Regions from separate parts of the Sus scrofa genome. Here region 1 is linked to region 2. Evidence: chromatin contacts called from public HiChIP or PLAC-seq data. All regions are on one chromosome and are shown on one strand. The core of a region is the stretch at or near the end of the contact, and the rest is flanking DNA. Distances in the headings are between cores, read along the strand shown. Region 1 overlaps DOCK2 (dedicator of cytokinesis protein 2). Region 2 overlaps LOC110257299 (a long non-coding RNA gene).

What was found. HiChIP or PLAC-seq counts read pairs in DNA pulled down with a chosen protein or histone mark.
Region 1: an H3K27ac HiChIP or PLAC-seq map of alveolar macrophages shows a contact between it and region 2. The contact joins two enhancer-like sites.

Annotation. Positions count from the first base shown.
Region 1 is chr16:54,168,008-54,173,281 of Sscrofa11.1, reverse strand. All of the region lies in intron 22 of DOCK2 (dedicator of cytokinesis protein 2), which reads left to right. Among named protein-coding and RNA genes, the nearest start is that of DOCK2, 78 kb to the left of the region's middle. Within about 2 kb of position 2,956, at least 2 of the 83 cell types and tissues checked have an H3K27ac peak or open chromatin away from gene starts, as enhancers often do. A contact at or near this core is called in alveolar macrophages, where this site is marked.
Region 2 is chr16:53,669,719-53,674,870 of Sscrofa11.1, reverse strand. It overlaps LOC110257299 (a long non-coding RNA gene), which reads right to left. Exons shown (of 2, transcript XR_002339731.1): 2 at 4,873-5,152. It also overlaps a transcript of KCNIP1 not described here. Among named protein-coding and RNA genes, the nearest start is that of LCP2, 25 kb to the left of the region's middle. Within about 2 kb of position 3,605, at least 27 of the 83 cell types and tissues checked have an H3K27ac peak or open chromatin away from gene starts, as enhancers often do. A contact at or near this core is called in alveolar macrophages, where this site is marked.

The sequences.
Region 1 (5,274 bases), core at 1,707-4,206, 500 kb before region 2:
GTTGCTTTCTGAGGAAAGTTTTCCAGTGTGGAAACCACTGGAACCTCAGGTTCGTATTCTACTAGCTTAAGCAACTATAGGTTCTTTGTTGTTCCAGCAGAATCTCGTGCCAAGAACTGTCTTGTGTCATGTGCTAATGTCTTAAACGGTGTGACCAGGGGAATAAATATGCATATTAGATGCTTATGGTCACATGCTCACCTCTGGAGCCACAGGTCAGGCTAACTTATGGTATAAACTTGTGTAGTTAGAGAGGTGGTTTCCCTAGAGGAAGTAGAACTCAGTAAACCATCATTTTGATCAAGACAATGGATGGGTTAAGAATGCTTCATACCCAGAAGCATCTGAAATGGATAATCACTCGGGATTCTCCTTTTTAGGAAAATTATTTGATGTTTCTCTTGATGAATAGAGATGAGTGTCTTGAACCATGTCACAAAGCACATGTCACTTAGGCTCTTCTAAAAATCAAGTATCTATTTCAGCTCCTCTGTTTTGTCAGATAGTCAAGGCAGTGGCCGTGTATTGAAGTCTAGGGGTATTCTTCCAAGGTCAAGCAATACTTGTCAGTTATTTGAAAGTCAGTTGTGGGTTTTGCAGTGACCGTGTATTGAAGTCTAGGGGTATTCTTCCAAGGTCAAGCAATACTTGTCAATTATTTGAAAGTCAGTTGTGGGTTTTTCTAAGAGTTGAATTATTGCAGCGGTTTGAGGATTCAAACATTGTAATTCCATATTGGGCAATGATATCTTATTGCATCTCCAAATGATAACTTCAGATATACAAGGAGAATGTATCTTTTCCATGTATCATATCTCATGCCTCAATTTGTCATTTTGATTTATTTCTCCTTTCTCCTTCCCTTTCTCCCTCCCCTCCTTCCTTCCTTCCTTCCTCCCTTCCTTCCTCTCTTCCTTCTTCCTTCCTGTCTTACCTCTCTTAGTTTTTGCCTCTTTCCTTCACTGGAACAAAGAGCATTTATACATTTGTTTTTTTCCTTTTGTCTGAAGGCATATCATTTTACAGAGCTCCTAGCACATTATTCGGTATAATTTCAGTGCTATTGGAACTCTAAGTGGTGATTTTGGGCTTTTTAAGGATTGAGATGATCTGTTATTCTTTGCTGTACCCCCAGCATAGCATGTAGAACATTGACACTCAAAAAATGTCTGTTGGATGAAGTGCATTTGGGGAACTAGGAGAAGGCACTTGGTCAGGGATCTCTCTATGGTAACCCAGACATAATATTAGATCTTTTCTCATGAATAGGGAAGGTAGGTCCTGCTCGTTTTAGGATCTTTCACAGTGGTTTGCTCTTCAGTGGAACCTGGAGGACACTGGGAAGCGATGGGGGTATTTCCCCAAACCAGGAGGGCATTTTACTTGGTAATGGATAATAGAAGATTCAATGCTTTGAGATTTCTAGGCCAGCTGGTGGGAAATCATAATATAATTATTGCTTTGGGGGCTTATGGAGTCTGGTATTGTGTTTCTGTTTCCTGTTACAGCTTTGTCTTCTTTCCTCATGTGCACAAGTGCAGCTGATCTAGCTCCTGTTAGCTTTTCCCTTGCCATGTTTTCTTTGCACATACTGCACGTGAGCATTTAGAAGAACTAGAGATTTTCCTGTGTCAATTGGCAAGATAACAGTTAGGTAAAAGAGGAAGAGAAGCTGTTGAGAAGGATTGGCATCTTATCTTTAGTATCATCCATTTCTACCACACAGAAAAAGAAAGTGATGTTCCTGTCCCCTCTTCTTATGTTCTTATATCTCTAGCTCCTGAGTCAAAGCCTCAATGGGTGGTGGTCTCTGGGCACGTACCTGTGCCATAGTTGCAATGGAAGCTGGAAGAGCAGGTTTGAGCTTTGGCCTAGGGAGCAGGCTTCAAAATATAGGAGATTCTTAAATTCTGGGAAGTGTAGCCAAAAGATGCTGGGTGGTCATAAATATGACTAACATCCGCTAGGCTTTTGTGGAATGACTGAGGCCCTGGGAGGTATAGAGCACAGTGAGGGGCCTTCCGAGAAAGCTGCAGTGATTATCTTCCGAGTACTGAGCTTCTTTACAAAACCCCTTGCAGTGCCGTTTATCCTGAAGCTCACACAACCCGTGAGCTGATCCCCCACATTTCTGAGCCTGTGGAGTTACTTGGAGTCTAAGGCAGCCTGTGCTTCTCTGGTCCACGAGATGGACACTGAAGAGCTCCATTCCTGCTGTCCAGGCACATAGAAACGAGACTGCAGAGCCTCTGTAAGGAGGACTGTCTAAATGAGAGGCAATCCAGAGCCCATTCAGTGATAGCATTTGCTCCTGCTTGTCCATGTTCCTTCCAAATCCTAGTGCTGCTGTTGACTGGGGTACAGGGGGCGATGTTCATGCTGTGCGGGGCAGCTGGCTCGGTGGTGTTCAGCGCTCGCACTGGAAACTCCTAGCCCTGTGAGCGCCCGGCCTAGTGAGTCACCCGGCCTCTCTGAGCCTCAACTTCCTCATCCATGAGTGAGGATAAACCTGCTTTTAGTGTTTTGATGAGGAAATGAAATTATATGTATAAAGTCTCCATGTAGTGTCTGATGTTTATTCCATAAGCAAAATAAATGTTAGCTGTTACCATGTTTTCACCTAGAAAACAAAAAGGGTTCTTGTTTCAAAGACGCACATTTAAATCAGGAAGAGAGAATGTTAGTGTCTTGATTCTCAAAATTTGGCTTACCGTTTGTTCATGCTCTTGGAAACAGTCCTTGCTCCTTATTTTTTAGGAGGAGGGGACACTTTATCAGGTGTCTGTGCTTTTCGAGGATAGCACTATAGGGAATTTTTACAGCTCCATGAATTCATCTGGATGTGTTGCTGGCCCACTGTGTGGGCCCTGCTTGTGTCTGCTGCTCCCATGTCCTCTGTGTGTGTGGTCAGTCCCCTTTGGCCCTTTGGCCCAGGCAGCTGTGCGTGCTGTACCCAGCTTTCTAATTCCTACTTGGCTTTCCTGTCTTTGCTTTTGCATCACACCTTCCGCTCTCCTTGCAGACCTGCTTCCTCCTTCTCCTCCACGTGATCCCTCTCCTGGGGCTGCTCTGGCTCTGCCATCACAGTCCTTCACCACACTCACCCCCACCCTTTGCTTATGAGAGGCTGTCAGCTCAGGGGTTAAAGGCGCCATCTCTGGAGCCAGGCTACTTGGCTGCGAAGTCTGCATTTGTATCCTACCACTACCATTACTAAAATTTCTGACTGTGGACAAATTTCTGTAATCTGCCCCAAGCTCAGGTTCCCCATTTGTAAAACAGCCAGATGTGGAAAAACCCTCACCAGGTTTTTTTTTTTTTTTTAAGTTCTTTGCGTATGTTTTTTCTTTTATTTTATCATTTATTTATGTATATTTTTTTTCTACTGTACAGCATGGTGACCACTTACACATACATGCATACATTCTTTTTTCTCACATTATCATCCTCCATCATAAGTGACTAGACAGAGTTCCCAGTGCTATACAGCAGGATCTCATTGCTTATCCATTCCAAAGGCAATAGTTTGCATCTGTTAACCCAAATTTCCCAGTCCATCCCACTCCTTCCCCCTCCCCCTTTTCAACAACAAGTCTGTTCTCCATGTCCATGATTCTTTTTGGAAGGTTCCTTTGTGCCATATATTAGATTCCAGATATAAGTGATATCACATGGTATTTGTCTTTCTCTTTCTGATTTACTTCACTCAGGATGAGAGTCTCTAGTTCCATCCATGTTGCTGCAAATGGCATTATTTTGTTCTTTTTTATTAGGCCACTGGCAAGGGCCTAATCTCTAAAATATACAAACAACTTATACAACTCAACAGCAAAAAAAGCCAACAACCCAACTGAAAAATGGGCAAAGAACCTGAAGAGACATTTCCCCCAGGAAGATACACAGATGGGCAACAAACACTTGAAACAATGCTCAACATCCCTCTTATTAGAGAAATGCAAATCAAAACTACCATGAGATACCACCTCACACCAGTCAGAATGGCCACCATCAATAAGTCCACAAATAACAAATACTGGAGGGGGTGTGGAGAAAAGGGAACCTTCCTGCACTGTTGGTGGGAATGTAAGCTGGTACAACCACCGGGTTTTTGTGCAGACTGAATGAGCTGAGGGACCTCAGGCAGGCGGCACAACGCCTGTCACATGGCAAGTGCCCCCGGTTATTATTACTTGTCGAAGGCATCTCATGCATTATCTCCATCAGCCTCCACAGTGCAGCATCTCATCTCCTGACCCCATCTCCTACTCCTCTCTCACTCTCACCAGCCTTCTTGCTATGGCTCAAGTTCCCCATGCAGCCTTGGCACCCACGCCCAGACACCTGTTTCCTCCCTCCCCCACCACTTCCACAGTTTTGTTCAAACTTCTCCTCCACCCTCCCATGTGCAGAGGCACCCCCTGCCCCTGGCACTTCTGATTGCCTTCCCCCTTCACTCTGCTTTTTGTTTTTTATTCTCCTCCTGGTGGAACTAATCACATATTAACATAGGATACAATAACAAGTTATGGTTTTGTTTTGATCAGTGACTGTCCTCTCCCTGCTAGAATGTCAATTCCACAAAGACAGGCATCTTAGCCTATTCTGTGCTGCACTCTAAGCACTGAGGAAAGTACCCAGCACATAGTAGGCATTCCTTCAATAAGAAATGGGACAGAGGGGGTTCCCTGGTGGTCTAGCAGTTAGGACTTGGTGCTTTCATTGCTTTGGCCCAGGTTCAATCCATGGTCTGGGAACTGAGATCCCACATCAAGCCATTGCATGCCGTGGCCAAAAAAAAGAAAAACAAAAAGAATGGGATTTCTCTTCCCCTTTCCCAGATGATGAGACTAAGGCTCTTAAATTCAAGCTCAAAAGTCACACAGCTAAAAATGAGCAGAGCAAGTCTTTGCATTCTGCCTCATCTGATTAAACAGATTTGAGATGTGAAACTTTTTCCAGACCATGCAAGTGCAAAGTGTGTTGGTCAAGAGGAGGGGCTGTGCTGAGAGAGCAGCTCCAGCTGGAAGGGTCTCTGGCTGGGTTCTGCTGGGACTGCTGAGAGGTGCAAGGCTGGGTGGGTTTAGGTGCTACCATCTAGCCCTAAGCCCAGTAGAACTTCAGTGAAGAGTGGCAACTTGGAGCAGGAGTTGTCAGGAAAGGCATCCTTGCCAGCATGGCAAAGCTGTCCCAGCAGCCATGACTTTGTCCTTGTATCCTCCTAAGAAATGAATAAAGAAAAGCTGACGTGGGGCCAGCGCAGGTGAGTTCACGCCC
Region 2 (5,152 bases), core at 2,356-4,855:
GTTGGAGAGATGCTGTATGTATTTACATATTTCCGCAGATGGCCTAGTATCCCACTTCAGAGACAAACGCTGAGGCTACCAGGCACACCTCCCCCACTTCCTGTCCTCTTACCTACACACTTATTTATAGCCTTCACACCATCACCCCTTCCTTCCAGACACAGAGAGGTATTGAGGGGTCACCCCTCCTTCTGCCCTCTATCCTCCCCTTCCTCATTCTTCCAGGATGGCTGTGTTTTCTATGCATTACTGTATTGCTTTCCCAACTCTCCATATCTTCTCTACCAACTCTTCACAGCCACCCAGCCCAGGACTTTTCATCTTTAAACAATGAACCGAGTCTTCCAAACGCAAGACAAACCAACCCCCCAAAGTTCTTCTTCCTCTGCCTCTATCCTCCTCTTTTTTTCATAGCCAGGATTCTCGGGGGAGGCAGTCTACACCTGCCGAGTGCCCACAGATTCATCCCCAGTGCCCAGCTCTGCCGAGCTCACTGGTGGCTTCCCGACACCCACGCCAGCAGCCTGGACCGTCAGCAGCAGGTGACCCTCCCTGGGTCCCAGTGCCTGCTCCCCTCCCCTGGCCTTCAGGACTCACCTTCCTTCCCCAATCTCTTTGGCTGATCCTTGCCAACCTCTCTGGTTGGTTCCTCTTTCTCTGGTCACCCTGATACTTATCAGAGCTCTGTCCTTGACCTTCTTATCATGCCTTAACACATTCTTCCTGCAGGATCCAACTCCTCTCAAGGCCTCCATCACTCTGGTGACACCCAGATCTACAGTTCCCCACACAGTTCAGAGGACTGATGTGTAACTTGTGTGGAGGACTATGACACGCTGGGCACTGCTTAAGCACTTTCCAGACATCTCATCTGACCTTTACAACAACCCCGGGAGGGGGTATCCTGAGGATCATCCCATGCTCCTAAGCACAGAGAGACCAAACAACTTGCCCTGAGTTCACACAACCTGAAGCCCGGATTCGAACTCGGACCCGTGCTGTGACCACCACACTACTTCTTTCCTGGCAGACCATCTCCACTCAGAGTTTCTTCACATGCCTCAAGCACAACACGCCCGCGAACGCATCTCATTCTTTTCCCCCCAGACTCTTCCCCTTGTGTTTTCAGAGGAGGCTCCTCTGAAACTGGGGAGGGAGGAGCTCATTAAGGAAAAGAAAAGCAGAAGAAAATCGTGGACTACAAAATCAGATTCAGGGTCTTGAAGCTTCAGCCTGGACTCTTTCCAACACACTTCCTGTGCAGCAGCAGGGTGACGAGCAGAAACACAACGCTCATCAACGCTTCCACGGCACCCCCTCCCCCCACCGTCCTCTGGCTCAGGTCTAAATTCCTTAGCCTTGCATTTCCCAACTCTGGTCGACCTTGCCAGGGTTACTTCTCACTTCTCACTGTGCTCTCCTTTTGTGACTTTTTGATGAGCAATTCTTGAGTGGTAAGGATTCTAGACTCACTTCTGAAAGGATTCTAGACTCAATTCTGACATGTGTGTATTGGGGGGGTGGGGGGAGGGATTTTTCCCACACCACCAAGCAATGCTCAGGGCACCATCAGGGTGTCCTAAAACTCACATTCTGAAGGTAGCATCAGCTCTCTTAGGTTAAGGGCTCAGTCTCACAAGACTGCCCACCCCCACCCGCCAACTTCAGAGGCCAGTCTCAAGTCCAGGTTGTCATCTGTGCTTCTAACTGGCCGGCTCTGGATCAGAGGTTTCAACCACCTCCTCCTTGGGTTCTGTTAATTTTAGAGTGGCTCACAGAAACATTTTAGCTACTAGATCATCGGCTTATTATAAAAGGATATAACTCAGGAACAGCCAGATGGAAGAAACAAATAAGCAAGAGCGGTGAGTGAGAAGTACTATAAAGTAAATCAACCGGAAGTGATATCACCAAGGGTGCTACTTTAGAGGGATCGGTCAAGTCACCTTACAAGAAGGTGGCACTTGTGTGAAACCCAAATGGTAAGAAAGAGGAGCAGAAGTCCTGATGTGAACAAGCTTTGTGTGTTTGAGGAACAGCAAAGTGTAGAAGGAGTCACATAAGCAGGGAGGCAGGGGGAAGGAGGTGGGGTTGGAAAGATTTTTAGGGACAAGATCATGCAGCGTCTTGCAGCCTTCCAAAGGAGTCGCAATGTCACCGGAAGTGAGTGAGAGGCATGAGGAACTGCTGAGTAGGTGAAGGCACGACTGAATACATAAACACGATGCCTGTGCATCGTTTCAAGCTGAGTTTGTGGCGTGTCTCTGTATCGAGCCCTCAGTGCCGCATTTACCTGGTCCCGCTTCTAACCACCTGGATGGTGTCATGTAAGACAGCCTTTGTCCTGAGCTCCGGGCACGTTGCATTGGACAAGCTGATGACCGCCTTGGTCCCAGGTCCCATCTCCAAATCCAGGCAGAAGGACAGTGAGCAGCCCTGCCTAAAAATAGCCCAAGGCTAGCCCTCACCTCCTGGTCCAGGGCTGGTTCCCTTGCAATACTCAGAGCTCCTGGGTGAAGAGTGAGGACATAGAGGATGGTCAGAGAGGAGAGCCAGACAGTTCGAGAATCGGGAAAACACACTTTGGCAACGGAGCAGATTTGGGATCCTTTCTCAAGCACACATATCTCTACGTGAATGACCTTGGACAAGCCTCTTCACCACTCCGCCTCGATTTCTCACATGACTTTCAGACACAAGTACCATGTCATTGGTTTGGAGGGAAAGAGTAGATAAGATAGGTTGGTAAGATAACAGGTTTCAACATTACTTGCTGTTTCTTTAAACAAACAGTGATGTCACTGCCTAAAAGTTAAATGATGCTATTAGAAGGCACCTTTGTTCTTTGCGCCTGTGCTACCAAAGTGAGAAAACGGCAAAAATCATGTGATGAGTCTCAGTTCCCCATTTTGTTTATATCCAAGTTGATATTTCCCTTTTGCCACAACAGCAAAAGAAAAAAAAACCAAAAAAAAACAAAAAACAGAAACTGAAATCGCTTCACTTCTCTTTCCTTCAAGATCCAGCATGGCAACCTGGATCGTCCCACCGGGGGGCAGAGCCACAACTCAAAACAAGTGGCAGAGCCTGCAGGAGGCACCGTGGCTCTCCCCAAGGCTTAGAGAAGGAGGATGGAACTGGGAGCCCAGGGGCAGCCTCTGAGGGCCTTCTTGAACGTGGGGCCTATAGGGTACCCTCCCCATCCCCACGTGGTGCAGGAGCAGATCATTCAGCTTTCTAACTAATTATCGTGAGAGCAGTAAGTCATTGTCACTGAATTAGTTTTTGTTCTCCTTTAGTTATTTCTGTCTCGCCCTTTGAAACAATGTCCAAATAGACTTTGGGCCACATGGGATCATCTAGCAAGGGGGTTCGATGGCTTGGGAGCTGGTTTTCTGAAAGGTCTGGTCCGAAGAAAGCTCGGCAAGTTGTCCTGTTTTACCAGGAGGCGAACAGCGGAACACACACACACACACACACACACACACACACACACACACCCAGAACACACACACACACACACACACACACACACACACCTTCCCTCCCCCCAACCCCAGGAAGTAGGTTTCTCAACCAGCAGGGCTGGGTATGAGTCACAGGCAATTCCGTTTTCTTCGGGGACATAAGACCTCCCTCTCACTCCTGGGGGCCGCGAGGGGTTGCTGAGAAGGAGACATGGTCCTGACCTTGCGGGAAATTCCCACGTCTGCGCTGGGGCTTGGGAACAGCTCCGCCGTCTTGAGGGTCAAGGCTGCCCTTGTTCCTGGCAAAGGCCTGTGTTTCTGGTCAAGAGCTGATGCCTGCGGGGCTCGGTGCCACGTGGTGCTGTGTGGACGGTGGAAGAGGGAAGTTTGGGGAAGCAGGGCCGAGATGAATGGTGTGGGTTCCTCAGAGGAGTGTGCCCAAGGTCACAGAGTGATGGAGAGGGGAGAGTGTGTGTGTGTGTGTGAGCGCGTGTGCGCGGGCTTATGTGCAGAGGGGAAAACTGAGAAGGGAAACTGTGCTCTTTAATATCTGGCACCACAGCTGGTTATGGGCACTTTCAAACTTTCCTCCAGGCGCTGCTGCCTTTGGGGAGGGAATAAAGAAGAAGTTCAGGGCATGTTCTCATCACCGCCATCCTCCTGCAACCCTTTCTTCCATCTTGGTTGGTCCATCAGGAAGGGTGGTCAGATCTGCTGCTCACCTGATGCTCTCCTTGTGCTCAGATCAGCTCAGACTGAGCAAAGAGATGGAGGAGTGGTCTCCCCATGAAACATCATGGTGCCAGGAGAGGTCGGGCCCTGCTGGGACTAGACCCTCCCCAGACCCATGAGAGTTGCCCCCATGGCTCCTTGGGGATGGGGAAGAGGAGTCTTCGGGAAGACTCAGATCAGGCATCTGGTTTCCTTGCCTTTCTCAGGTGGAAATGATGCTGCCTGGTCCCTGGGAGCCACCTGGAGGCTGCCTACCATCCTTGAAAGGGGCAGAGAGGAGAGAGACAAGCCCAGCAAAGCTGGTGGCCTTTGACTGCAAGCACTGTCCTGGGGGCCCAGCCCTGCCTGCTGCCCTTTCCTCCCAGGTCATATGAAGGCTGCTGTGACCATCTGGTGATCAGAGGGGCCTGCCCAACATCCCTCAGGGCCCAGTGCCTGTCTCAGGGCTTAGAGGGCTTCGGTCAGCCACAGATGCCCAGTGTGGGCAAGTGGGCGGGTGTCAGTCCATCAACGCAAAACGGCACTGCCCAGCCCAAACCACAGGAAGAAGAGATATTCAGACAGTCATTCAGTAAACAGAAGACACTTCACTGAACCCAGAGGAGGTAAACGCCCACGTCTGACTTTTCGGGGGAAGGAGAACATGACAAACACAATCTAAGCAAGGGCTTATGAGAAAAGAAAAGGTTTTACTGCGTGGGTTCTGGCATGGGTACCCGTCGGGTCATTCTGAGTTCAGAGTCCTGACCACTGACTTTTCCAAGTTCAGTGCCAAGGCTGTGCTGTCTCAGAAAGATCCCTCCACTCCCAAGGCAAGGAGCTAAGGAGGGTTTCCACTCAGATAACCTGAAACTCAAGAAATGAAACTGAATGAGCTCCTGGGCCCCTGGATTAAGTGCAGTTTTCGTGTGCTTACCCTGGCAGAGGGCAGAGCCACCTTGCTCCCTTGTCCC